Regions from separate parts of the Oryza sativa genome. Here region 2 is linked to region 1. The links are chromatin contacts, called in public HiCAR-type maps. All regions are on one chromosome and are shown on one strand. The core of a region is the stretch at or near the end of the contact, and the rest is flanking DNA. Distances in the headings are between cores, read along the strand shown.

Region 1 (6,271 bases), core at 773-3,272:
TTAATGAGTCACTTATTAAACAAGATGGTGGACCTAGATGTGCAATTTACAAGATTATAGACCTAAGTGACACCCGCGCTCAACTTTAAGGACCGACCATGTATTTTACTCATTTTTATAATAGTAGAGAAGAGAAGAGATATAGATTAAAACCAAAACATAAAATTAAAACCGACTCAAAAACGGATGACGGACCACGGAAACATCTTCAATTTTTATAACCGACTCAAACACAGATGACGGACCACGAAAACATCTTCAATTTTTATAATAGTAGAGATCTAAGGATGCAAACTGGTAGGCCCGTAAACCTACTTATAATATAAATAAGCGGGTAGCCCATTGGTTAACCCGATTATTTGTACTATAAGTGAGTTTGCGGGTCTGCCCGCTTACACTTCTATCCCAATTCAGTGGGAAACAAAGCCCATAATACTCCAATTCCAAATTCCACGAATATCCAAAAGGAAAAAGTACACTGAAGGTCTCTTAACTTGTCATCGAATTACAAAATCATCCCCAACCGCAAAACCAGATATATGACATCCCTCAACTTACAAAATTATTCACTTTAGGTCCTTTGGTGGTTTTGACTTCGGTTTTGTCCGACGTGGTGGCTGAGTCAGCGTGGGACCCACATGTTAGGATGCCACGTCAGCACCCTCATTCTTCCCCCTCCTCCCTCTTCCTCCTCCTCTCTCTCTCTCAATCTCTCTCTCTCTCTCTCACTTTTCTCCTCTCTGGGCAAGGCGGCCGGCAGGTGGGGAGGAGGTCATTGGGGCGAGAGGGGAGAGGAGGTCTGGCGGTCGGCGACACGACAACGGCAACAACTTCAACGGTGCCAGCATGGGCAGTTGCGCCACCGGTGACTACGGTGGCTCGCTGTCATGCAGCCTCTCCGGGGCGGCCACCGATGACGCCGGCGGAGTTCACCATCGGTGGCAGCCAGGACTTTTACGACCTGTCAGTGATTGACGGGTACAATGTCGCCATGAGCTTCTCCTGCAGCAGCGGCGCTGGGCTCACTTGCAGGGACAACAGATGCCGAGGCGGGAGAGGAGGAATCGGCGGCAGCTACGATGGCCGCGATGCGGGAAAGGAGGCCGCCACGCCGAGGTTGGAGTCTTCCTTCCTCCTCTGTCTCTCACTCCTCTTGTCTAGACAGGCTGGCCGACAGGTGGGGAGGAGGCCGGCTTCTATAAGAAATATGAGAGTAATATGTACCACTCCAAATTATAAATCTGTGCTGGATTTGAAGTTTGTAAGTTAAATTACAGTGGTTTTAAATTTTACATTTTATATCCTATAAAGAACAAAATGATCCATCTGAAATAGTATTAATGTAATCACAACTTCAGATCATGAAATTTTGGAACTAAGAATACTCAGATAAAGAGGGTGATGGCAGATGCAGTACGTTTCTTGTGTGAGAGGGTGGCGGTTGAGAGAGCTAGCTGATTGGTTTTGATGGGAGGACCTCAGGTAGAGTGCATAGATGAAAGAAGCTGGTGAACTATGATTTTTTTTAGTTATCATCAGGGGTTGTCCTACAATAGATAGGTGGACAAAAATGTCAGGCTTGGCTCGAAAGTTAAACAAGTCTATCTAAGGGTGCAAACGGATAACCCGTAAACCTATATATAATAGTACAAACAAGCGGATAGCCTATCGAGTAACCTAATTATTTGTACTATAATTAAGTTTACGGGTCTGCCCACTTAAATCCCTATCTCTATCTCAATTCAGTGGGAGACAAAGCCCATAATACTCCAATTCCAAACGAATATCCAAACAGCAGGAAAAAAATAAAAATCCAAACCCCCAATTCTCAGCCCAATTCCTGCCCCCACAGCCCAACACGCCTGTGGCTTCCGACCGAAGCCCATCCTCTCGGCCCGGCCCACTGATGCCTACCTTGTACCCCAAGACGGGCTCCCATGTCCATCCCATCCCATCCCAAGCGAGGCCGCGCGGCCTCATCCCCCTCCTCCAAAACCCTAGCTAAATCACAGCCATTAGTCGATTAGCCCAAGCCACCCCCCTCGCCTGAGTGCGTGCGCCCGCGGCCGCGCCTCCGCCTCTCGCTCTCTCCTCCCCTCCCGATGGCGCTCCAGCTCCGCCGCCTCATCCCGCACCGCTACGCCGGCCACGCCGCCTCCCTCGCCCTGCCGCCGCCGCCGGGGGCGCCTACGGCCATGGTAAGTGCCCCCATCCTCTTCTACCCCTTTGATTTTTTGGCTGTAAGGACAGGAATTGATGTAATGCTAAATATCTAGACCTTCCCAACGTTCAATGGTACACCCTTTTTTTTGTTTTTTTAATATATATATGATGACGCCGTTGACTTATGTTATACCCTTTAACCATTCATCTTATTCAAATTTTTTTGGTTAGAAATCTTAAGAATGTAAGTATTGCTTAAATCAAGCCACAACAAAACAAAACAAAATATATATCTAGTTGAATTTTTTGAATAAGACGAGTGGTCAAATATGAAATAAAATGTTAATGGCGGCATATGTTAAAAAACAAAGGTAGCATCTAGCTACACTGGAATCTTCCTCCATGGTATATTACTAAAGTTGCGGTATATCGGTGTCATAAAACTATTTGGAACGTATCAAAGAATTCTGCTTCTGTGTCGCACTTGTGATTATGCCTATGCCATTCAGAGTTTTGCTTGTTCTCTAAATGTTGGCTACGTGCTACCTTTTCAGCTTCAATTTGGTGTATCTCAGAGATGTTCTTACAACTTTATGCCTTATTCATTAAGTAATAATTCATCAAGGCAGCTGTCTTCAATCGGCTCCCGTCTTCCCCTGCAGCTCAAAAGTGGTGCCTTTTTTACTACTGGGCTCATGGGCAATCCTAATTTTGTAAGTCTGAGAGCTGCATATAGGCATGGGATTTCTTTGAGGGCGAACAATATTCGTAATTCACGGTCCTTTTTGACCCTGCGCAACACAAAGGTAACTTTTCCCATCAGAAACAAGTGCTTATTTGGTAATCCAAATATGCGAAAGGAAGATGGGAGTGTTGCACACAGTATGTTTCATAGATCTGAGAAAAGGAAAAGCACATTGGCTGCTTGTGGCACCATCACTGATGAGGCTTCAACATCAACTAGCAAACGCAGTAAGAGTGGTACTGGTACTAAAAAGACTACTACCCGGAGGAAAAGTCCAACAAGCAGAAAAAAGGAAGCTAGTGAAGATATGAAAGAAGAGAAGGCATCTACTAAGAAACAGAGGAAATCTGTTAAAACTAGTACAGCAGCAACAAAGAGCAGGAAAATTGGGGTCAACCAAGAAGAAAGCAAGTCTGACATTTCCAAATCAAAAAAGGCTGCCGATAGTTCTAAAGAGAAGAAGACATCAAGCAGGTCGAAGAAATCTTCAAAAGCGAAGGAATCTGCTGCTTCTAACGCGACAGCTAAAGCTGAGATTTGTACGATGACCTCTGTTAGTGAGCAGAAGCCACTTGTTCCTCTTTACCCTCCCACAGCTAAATCAGTTCTTGTTGTTGAATCAGTAACAAAAGCAAAAGTAATTCAAAAATACCTCGGGGACATGTATGAAGTGTTACCTAGTTATGGCCATGTGAGAGATTTAGCTGGAAGATCAAAATCTGTTCGTCCTGATGATGACTTCAGTATGGTGTGGGAGGTTCCTGCTGCTGCCTGGACACATCTTAAGAGCATAAGAACGGCGTTAAAAGGGTATGATAATGCAGTATGGTTAGCATTTTCAGTTTTTAACATGAAATACATGCTTGTTTGCCTCTTTTAATAATAAGGTGCTTCCAAACCATTGTCGCTACGGTTGTCTATCATTGTCATGTTCTGTGACCTTGAAATCTTGAATTGACATCATTAATCAATAGTAGCTGCCAATATTGGTGGTACACAGGCAGTACTTGCCGGGTAAACAATTGTCCTGAATAAAACTTACCCCCACAATCCACATTTTCAGTCACCACATTTCCACCACCCTTGTCCTGCTTTCCTGTTCCTTGACCCAGTTGGTCAGGTTCTAGTCACCATGCTCAAAATGTCTTCATACATACTCATTTTCACAAACACGAAGCACATTAAGGGACACAATTATTAGATGTTGACTAAGCCTTGTTATAAAGGTAAAGAAACACGCAATCACATACTTTTCGGGTAACATCAGTTGCATGTATGCTTCATAAGTTATATTAGAAGTTTGGCTCCAAAATGTCTTTTATCGTGAAATACCAAATACCAATATCACCATACTTAACTTTACCTTTTCTCTTTATATATGTCTTATGCTTATACTATAGATAACAGTATAAAATGTACATTTTCTTATTAGTTCAATATGTCTAGAGCAAGATTGACTTCTTTTGCTATGCGATATTAGCAAACTAATGGTTTTTTTTTGTTGTAAAAAAAAAGATTTGGAGGGAGAGACGTCCCTCCAAACATTATTTTAAGAATAACTTGTGAGTGTATTGGGGATTGAACACGGGACCTCGGGGTTGAAACCACACCCCCCTTGCCACTGCACTATTAAGTGCATCTCTCTCTTTTTTTTTGTTGTTATAATTGCTTTGTCCTTTTCCTTCTTCAGGGCAGAAAATTTGATTCTTGCGTCTGATCCTGACCGTGAAGGTGAAGCAATTGCTTGGCACATCAAAGAAATGCTCGAACAGCAAGACGCATTGGGTTCAAAAGTTACTGTTGCAAGAGTTGTCTTTCATGAAATAACAGAGGATGCTGTTAAAAAGGCTTTAATATCTCCAAGATATATTGATATGGACCTAGTGAATGCCTATCTAGCACGCCGTTCCCTTGATTATTTGATTGGGTTTGGCATATCACCACTGTTATGGAGGAAGCTACCTGGTTGCCAGTCAGCTGGACGAGTCCAATCTGCGGCATTGGCTCTTGTGTGTGATCGAGAGGCTGAAATAGAACAGTTTGATCCGCAGGAGTACTGGACTGTTGATACGGACTTCAAAACCCAACATTCTGGCCCTTCAAATGGCCTTAACCTTCAATCCCGGATAAAGCATCTTAATTCAAAAAAGTTGGATCAGCTTTCTATACGCTCTCAAGAAGAAGCACACAATATAGAAAAGAGGATTTATTCATCCCAATTTGAAGTAACAGGAATTAAGAGAAGTAAAATTAACAAGAATCCTCCTATGCCATATATAACATCCAGCCTTCAGCAGGACGCAGCAAACAAACTACATTTTAGTGCTGGGTATACCATGAAGGTTGTTAGTTAAATCTTAAATGCGTATATGAGATTTCCTACTGACCTATTATAGTAATGCAATTTAGATATAGCTATCTGTTCGCTCACATAGTTCAATGTGATTGCAGGTAGCCCAAAAGCTCTATGAGGGGATTAACCTTTCCTCTGAGGAAGCAACTGGGTTAATTACATACATCCGAACAGATGGTTTTCATGTAGGTGTCATCCTACCTTTCCTTTACGATCAAATCAGCATTGTCTAGTATCGATAGCATAAATATTAATCTGGTCCCATATCCATGGTTATGGGTTAAAATGGTCATCCACATTAAAATATCAATTTCCTCCCACTATATATAAAAGCACGCGTGATTACCTTTTGAGATTATAAGGTATAAACTATAAAGCATTACGCCATGCTGCTCTTCTATACTTATACCAAATACTTTCTGCCACGAAACTAATTTTCCAGTGCCTAAAAGACTCTTCCATTGGTGCAGCAGATCATTTTGGCATGCCATGCCGAAATACTTGTGTTATTGTAACAGTTAATGCCATTGAAAGAATCCTGACAATGAGACTGAGGGAGTCTAGGAGATAGGAGGCAGTGTTTATTCTCTAAGAGCGTAGGGACGTTGTTCTGTCTTCATTGTCAGTGGTATCAAAGTGCTAGAGGGCAGTGCGTATTTCTGTGCTCAAGAGTGAGAGGTGGCATTGAGGAGGCTCTAGGTTTGTGGAGATAGGGTTGTTGCCTATGTAGCTATCCTGTGACAGCCTTGTTCAAAAGTAGGTTAATTTCTGTTGGGTGCAAAATATCAAAGTCCTAACATATGCATCAATGGCATGTCGATGTTGGAATTATTGTCTGACATGAAATGATGAATGCATAGCCTGCCTGGCATGTGAGCAGCTCAGCGCTGCACAGGCTACAATAATCGCTGCTCATGATAACAGGATTGTGGCAAATTCTATATTTGTAAGTGTGGTACACTCATGAAAAAAAGGTGATGCCATTGAGAAGAAGTATAATGAGGTCTTCA
Region 2 (5,792 bases), core at 456-2,955, 150 kb before region 1:
GTCCAACGGAAATACCCTGTGATGGCAAACGCTCAGCCCTACTGTCCAGCCTAGTGCTCCTTGCATTGACCCTGCCTATTGGAATTGTGGTGTAATCGTCATCCACAATATCATAAATGGAAGGAACTGGATCAGAAATGGAAGGCCTGTTGCTCTGCACACTTGACCTTTGTACTAAATTTGGAGAGTGACCCTCATCCACAATATCCGAAATGGAAGGAGCAGCAACTGGATCAGCTATTGGAACTTCAATGGTGATTTTAAATTCACCATGATCACTAGAATTGTCATCGTCAATCTCACACCTCGAATGCTCCTCCTTGGCTGTCATGCAGTCCGTACAGAACCAGTCACCCTCAGGAATTTCAGTGCCTAGACCGGCACAGTAAGTGTGCACAGCAGAATCGCAGAGCTCGCACAACATCAGCAGTTCATCATCATTGGAGAGGTTACATACGCTACAGCTGGTGTTTGCATAGAGATCAGCGTCTACAGTGCTGCTGCCATTGCCCGAAGGGTTGCAAGCCTGTGAGCGGAAACAACATGTCAGTCTTGCAAGAATTCGCAAACAATAGAGGAAAAGTATAATAACATAATAGCAGAGGTAATGACAACTTGTTGGCATTGTAGTACAAGAATTAAGGCCTTCAATGACTAGATTGCAGTTAATGTGATGCAACGAGAAATCTAGAGGATTACATGAATATAGAATATTTATCAATTATAGTGAGTTTTTGTTGCAACGGCATAGCAAAAGTGTTCCAATTAATTACTCTGTACAACAAGAGTAAAGTTTTTAAGATATTCGATACACCACAGTGCCAAACAGAGCTTAGCAAAGAACCAAAATTGCCGAATTACAGCATAATAGGCAAGTGATCATAATAAATGTTTGGGTTTCGACGGTATATTGCAAAATTTAATTGCAGTAACGTTTTGTATCTATGTGACTATGTCTTATCATGATCCACACCGCTACTTATCAGCCCAAAACTTCTTTATGTTTGAACAAGTTTATAAAAAAATATAACAGTATTTCCAACACAAAACAAACATATTATCAAAATATATTCAATGCTACATTTAATTAAACTAATTTGGTGTTATAGATATTGCTAAATTTTTCTACAAACTTAATCAAATCTAAAGAAGTTTTGAGTAGGAAAAAAAATCAAAGCACTTATAATATGACTACACTAACAACAATCAGAGTACAGACTAGAAATAAATCTAACAGTTGTATATCTGGATTCTAACAGTAGCTTGCAAAATTCAGAGACAAGAACTCGCGGGGGGTGTTCTGTTTAGAGATTAGGGCACTCGACCTGGTTGCGCTCGGGGACGGCGACGACGCGCTGGGAAGGGAAGCGGCCGGGGACGGGCGGGCGGGTGATGGTGCGGAAGCGGGCCTTGCAGAAGGGGCAGCGCGACTCGACGCGCGCCCACGCCATGATGCAGACGAAGCAGAAGTGGTGGGCGCAGCAGTCGAGCTCCCCGCGCACCGCCCGCCGCGCGTCCGTCAGGCAGATGCCGCAGCTCACGCCCTCCTCCTCCTCCTCCTCCCGTGCCGCCGCCGCCGGCGGCGGGGCGTCGCCGGCGGGCGGCGAGGCCATGGGGGGCGCGTCGCGGCCGCTGCTCCGCGAGGTCGGGGATGAGGCGGCCCGAAACGGATGGGGATCGGTCTGGCTCGTCCGTGCGTCGGGCTGGGTCGGGGTTGGGTCGAGTCGCGCAATATGTCGTAGCGGAATTATGGGCCCCCGAGTCCGTGTCGGAGGTGTGGTGGGTGCTCTGGCCCGTTGGGCTTGGTTTCCTTAAGCCTGATTTGTTGGGTACTACCAAGTTCCACGACTAATTTCTGTTCAGGGATAAGTCCACTTTCCATCCCTCATATTTGTATTGAGTTCAATTACGAAAATGCTCGCTCTCGGGCGACCAGCGGGGGTGGAGCAGATCGGAGGCTCCCCCCACGGCCCCGGCCCCACGCGCATGCATGCAGGTGCCTGGGCCCCACCACGTTCTCTGGCCCACCTGCCACGTGTCTCCACCACATACTCCATTGCAACAAATCATCCACATATTTTGGAAATCCTGTATTAAGAGAATTCGTTTTATTTTTTTTTCACCTAGTGTACTCACAATGTTTCACTATATGTAGATCTAATGTTGCATTGAACGAAACATTCTTTTGCAACAAATCACCCACATATTTTAGAAACCCTCTATTAAGGGAATTCGTTTTATTTTTTTTCCACCAAAAATGTTTCACCTAGTGTACTCACAATTTTTCACTATGTATAGATCTAATGTTGTAGTGAACTGAAACATTCTTTCGTTATTTGCTGAAACATTGTTTTTATATAGGTGAAACAACGTCCGATTTAAACGATTGAAACATTTTCGATCTACTTAGTGAAACAATTCCGATATACTTGGTGGAACATCGTGAAACATTTTTTAAAAAAATTCAATAATAAGCTAAATTTTTTTCGTCGGAATATATCCATGTGTGGTCTTGTTTTAAAGATTTAATTGCAACGAATTTAATGGTGCAATCGGATTATGATTTGGATAAATAATTTAAGAGAAAAAATCAGTTTAAAGTGGTTTTGCACGCGCGTGGCGCGATTTTTGCATGTATGGATCGGACGCCCGATCGGTAATTCCCTCAGCCTCCGTTCAATTAACATCTCTAAACCGTAATACCAGAAATCTTCACCCCTGATCTTGAGAGAACCATCTAAATCAGGTCCCATGGCAGTATGGACTATGGAGGGCTGGTTTTGTGTGATAAGAAAAAAAACATGTGGGGCCCACGACACATTGTTCTACCAATCGGTGGTCGGTGCTACTGGCATGATCACGCTCGCCGCGGCCTTGTCCTTGCTACTACAACTTGTTGCGTCTGAGCTACTAGATGGGGCTGGCCTAGCCGAGCAGGATGCCGGTGATGATGAGGAGGGTTGCTAGTTGGCTGCTCCCGACCCAAGGCCCATCAGTCTTTTTTTGCGATTTGTTTTTTCCTTTTCTTTTGCGATTTTTTTCGGTTTTTTTTTCGTTTTTTTCTGATTACTTTTTTTAATCTTTAGCACACTTATTTTTTAAAAAATGTTTTGAGTTGAAAGTTTTTAAATCTTAACTTGAAAATTTTTAAATCTGATTTGAAAGTATTCAAATCTCAAGTTGAAAGTTTTCAAATCTCGAGTCGAAAGTTTTCGAATCTCGAGTTGAAAGTTTTCGAATCTGAATTGAATGTTTTTGAATCTCGAGTAGAAAATTTTTAAATCTGAGTTGAAAGATTTCAAATATGAGTTGAAAGTTTTCAAGTCGAAGTTGAAAGTTTTCAAATCGGAGTTGAAAGTTTTCAAATATGAGTTAAAAGTTTACACATATATAGAAAAAAATTCGGAAAAAAAAACTAACCGTGTCTTGCCGTTTATTGGGCCGTGTGGGCCGGCGCGTACGCGCCAATTAGAATTCGTGGATGGTGAGGATTGTTGCTGCGGTGGCAGTGGACGACGATTGGGTGGGTGGAGCCGCGGACAAGCATATTTGAAACGAGCTTGTAGCCAATGACCTAGCTAGATGCATGTCGGCCGGCGGCGCGGCGCGGACGACGTAGGCGAAGGCGGCGCTCTTGCCGAGCACGTAGCCGTGCCTCGCCCTCTGGAGCCCCAACACCGGGCCGTGTGGCTTGCCGATGCCGATGTGGAGCTCCTTCACCGTCTTACCGGCCGGGGACCTGCTTCTAGACGCACAAAAAGTATTGGTGAAGTAGCTAGTAGAGGGAGTTTCACTATCTATTGTAGTGAATGAGGATGTAAAAGAAATTCAGAGATTATCTGAAACAAGTTCGGTGCATAAATCAGATGGTGATTTCTGCATGCAAAGCAAATTAAGGGAACTTATGGCAGAGTAAGATGTTGTCATATGAAGTAACTGACAAACTCCACCAGCGAGAACGCCCATGAGCGGCTCGTTATTGTAGGTGGCCACCTTCGTCGTCTGCTGGTATATGTTTACTTCTTTTGCACTGTGGATATACTCCCTCCATCTCTAAAAATTTGACGCCGTTGATTTTTTAAAACATATTTGACCGTTTGTCTTATTCAAAAATTTAAGTAATTATTAATTTTTTTCCTATACATTTGATTCATTGTTAAATATACTTTTATGTATACATATAGTTTTACATATTTCACAAAATTTTTGAATAAGACGAGCGGTCAAACATGTTTAAAAAATATTAACGTTGTCAAATATTTAGGGACGGAAGGAGTATAACGCTTTCTTCGTCTCTCTCTTTTCCACCTCCAGCTCCCACCACCATCACCACCTTCATCTGAATCCAATGGACTGCTCCTTGCTTCATTCTGACCTGGCGGCGAAGCTCGTCACCACCTTGATGGCCCTGCTTTATTATGATCTGGCGGCATTTGTGGCTGAGGCACTAGGGCAGGCGGGGAAGAAATGGGACTGGGGAGAAGTTCTCCCCTCCGGTATGGGAGAAGAGGAGCTTGCCAGTGCCTTATCAATCAAGCTCCAGGTAGTGGCAAAAATAATGGTGGTGGTGGTGGTGGGAGCCGGAGGTGGAGAAGAAAGAGATAGAGAAGGTGGTCCAAAGTGCAAATGAGGTAGACTTAATGAAAACTTTAAGTTACGGATAGTTCAAAGTAAAACTTTGGTTGATAAGAAACTAGCCCAAACTATAATTTACTCTTAATTTATCAAAGAGCATAATTAATGTGAGTAACTTATTCATGTTATAAATGTTATTGGTTTTACTTACAATTGGAGCTATGCCGCAAACTACGAACAAGATTCACACGTTTTTTTGCATTTTATCATTCCTAAGGATTAACCAGATATGCCATCTCGATTTCTATGTTTTTCCTATTTCTATATTTTTGAATTCCTACGTTTTAAAAGGAGCCTTAATATTTTACATGTATAAGGGGTCATCATCGATTGAGGCATCCAATTCAATGACAGAATCAATCTATTACTTATACCTTGCAAACTTAACTGTTATCCTACTTCCGTCTCATTAGCACATGATCAATTATATATTAACAACTACAACTTGAAAATTAGATTTGTTTACATTGTTTTAAACAACTTTTTATAGATTAGAAAACACAATATTTAACAATTTAAAATATATGTAATGGAAAACGAGAAATGTGAAGTTTGAATAAAAAAACAGGACCTTAGTATTATTATAAGCTATAGCTGCCGTTGGTCCTCAGTCCTAGTGTGAAGCATACTTAAAAAAACCGAACCGACCCCGGTTGAACCGGAAAAAAGGAACAAACGACCTTAGTAGCTTGGTTCAGTAAAAAGACCATCCTTACAATCGAACCGGTAAAAAACTATGAACCGGACGGTTTTTATAGGAACTAGTGAACCGGTGGCAGTTTTTTAAGAATCGAACCGGTTTTTAATTTGTTTAGGGCAGTATGGCATTATGAATGTATTATGTTACCACACTACAAATTTTTTATGCCGTGGCTATATAATAATAGATATAATGATTTATTTATGCATATTTTTATCAATTTGTGATGGTTCTATATTTAAAATAATACAAATTAAATATAATATTAATAAATAAAAAACCGACGATTCGACTGGTGACCCGACGAACGACCGGTGAACTAACGGCTAAACTAACGGCTAGAGCGGGTGGATCCCTGGTCTGGTTTTTTTTGTACTATGGTGTGAAGAGAGACAACCTATTGAACCAACCAGGAATCTGATCGATCATAGGATAAAGAAAATACTACCTCTGTTTC

What was found. HiCAR-type assays count read pairs that join an accessible place to other places.
Region 2: a contact with region 1 is called in a HiCAR-type map of leaf, with 4 times the contacts expected there. The contact joins the promoter of LOC4340764 here to the promoter of LOC9271035 in region 1. A contact is called at or near these places in 9 of 15 Hi-C or Micro-C datasets (leaf, leaf mesophyll, panicle and 2 more) and 1 of 4 datasets of contacts at active chromatin or transcription factors (leaf).

The regions. Positions count from the first base shown.
Region 1 is chr6:10,029,342-10,035,612 of ASM3414082v1, reverse strand. LOC9271035 reads left to right here and starts at 2,022. Exons shown (of 22, transcript XR_001546995.3): 1 at 2,022-2,198; 2 at 2,718-3,718; 3 at 4,599-5,250; 4 at 5,360-5,446.
Region 2 is chr6:10,176,205-10,181,996 of ASM3414082v1, reverse strand. It overlaps LOC4340764, which reads right to left and starts at 1,705. Exons shown (of 3, transcript XM_015785855.3): 1 at 1,326-1,705; 2 at 1-526. The coding sequence starts at 1,613.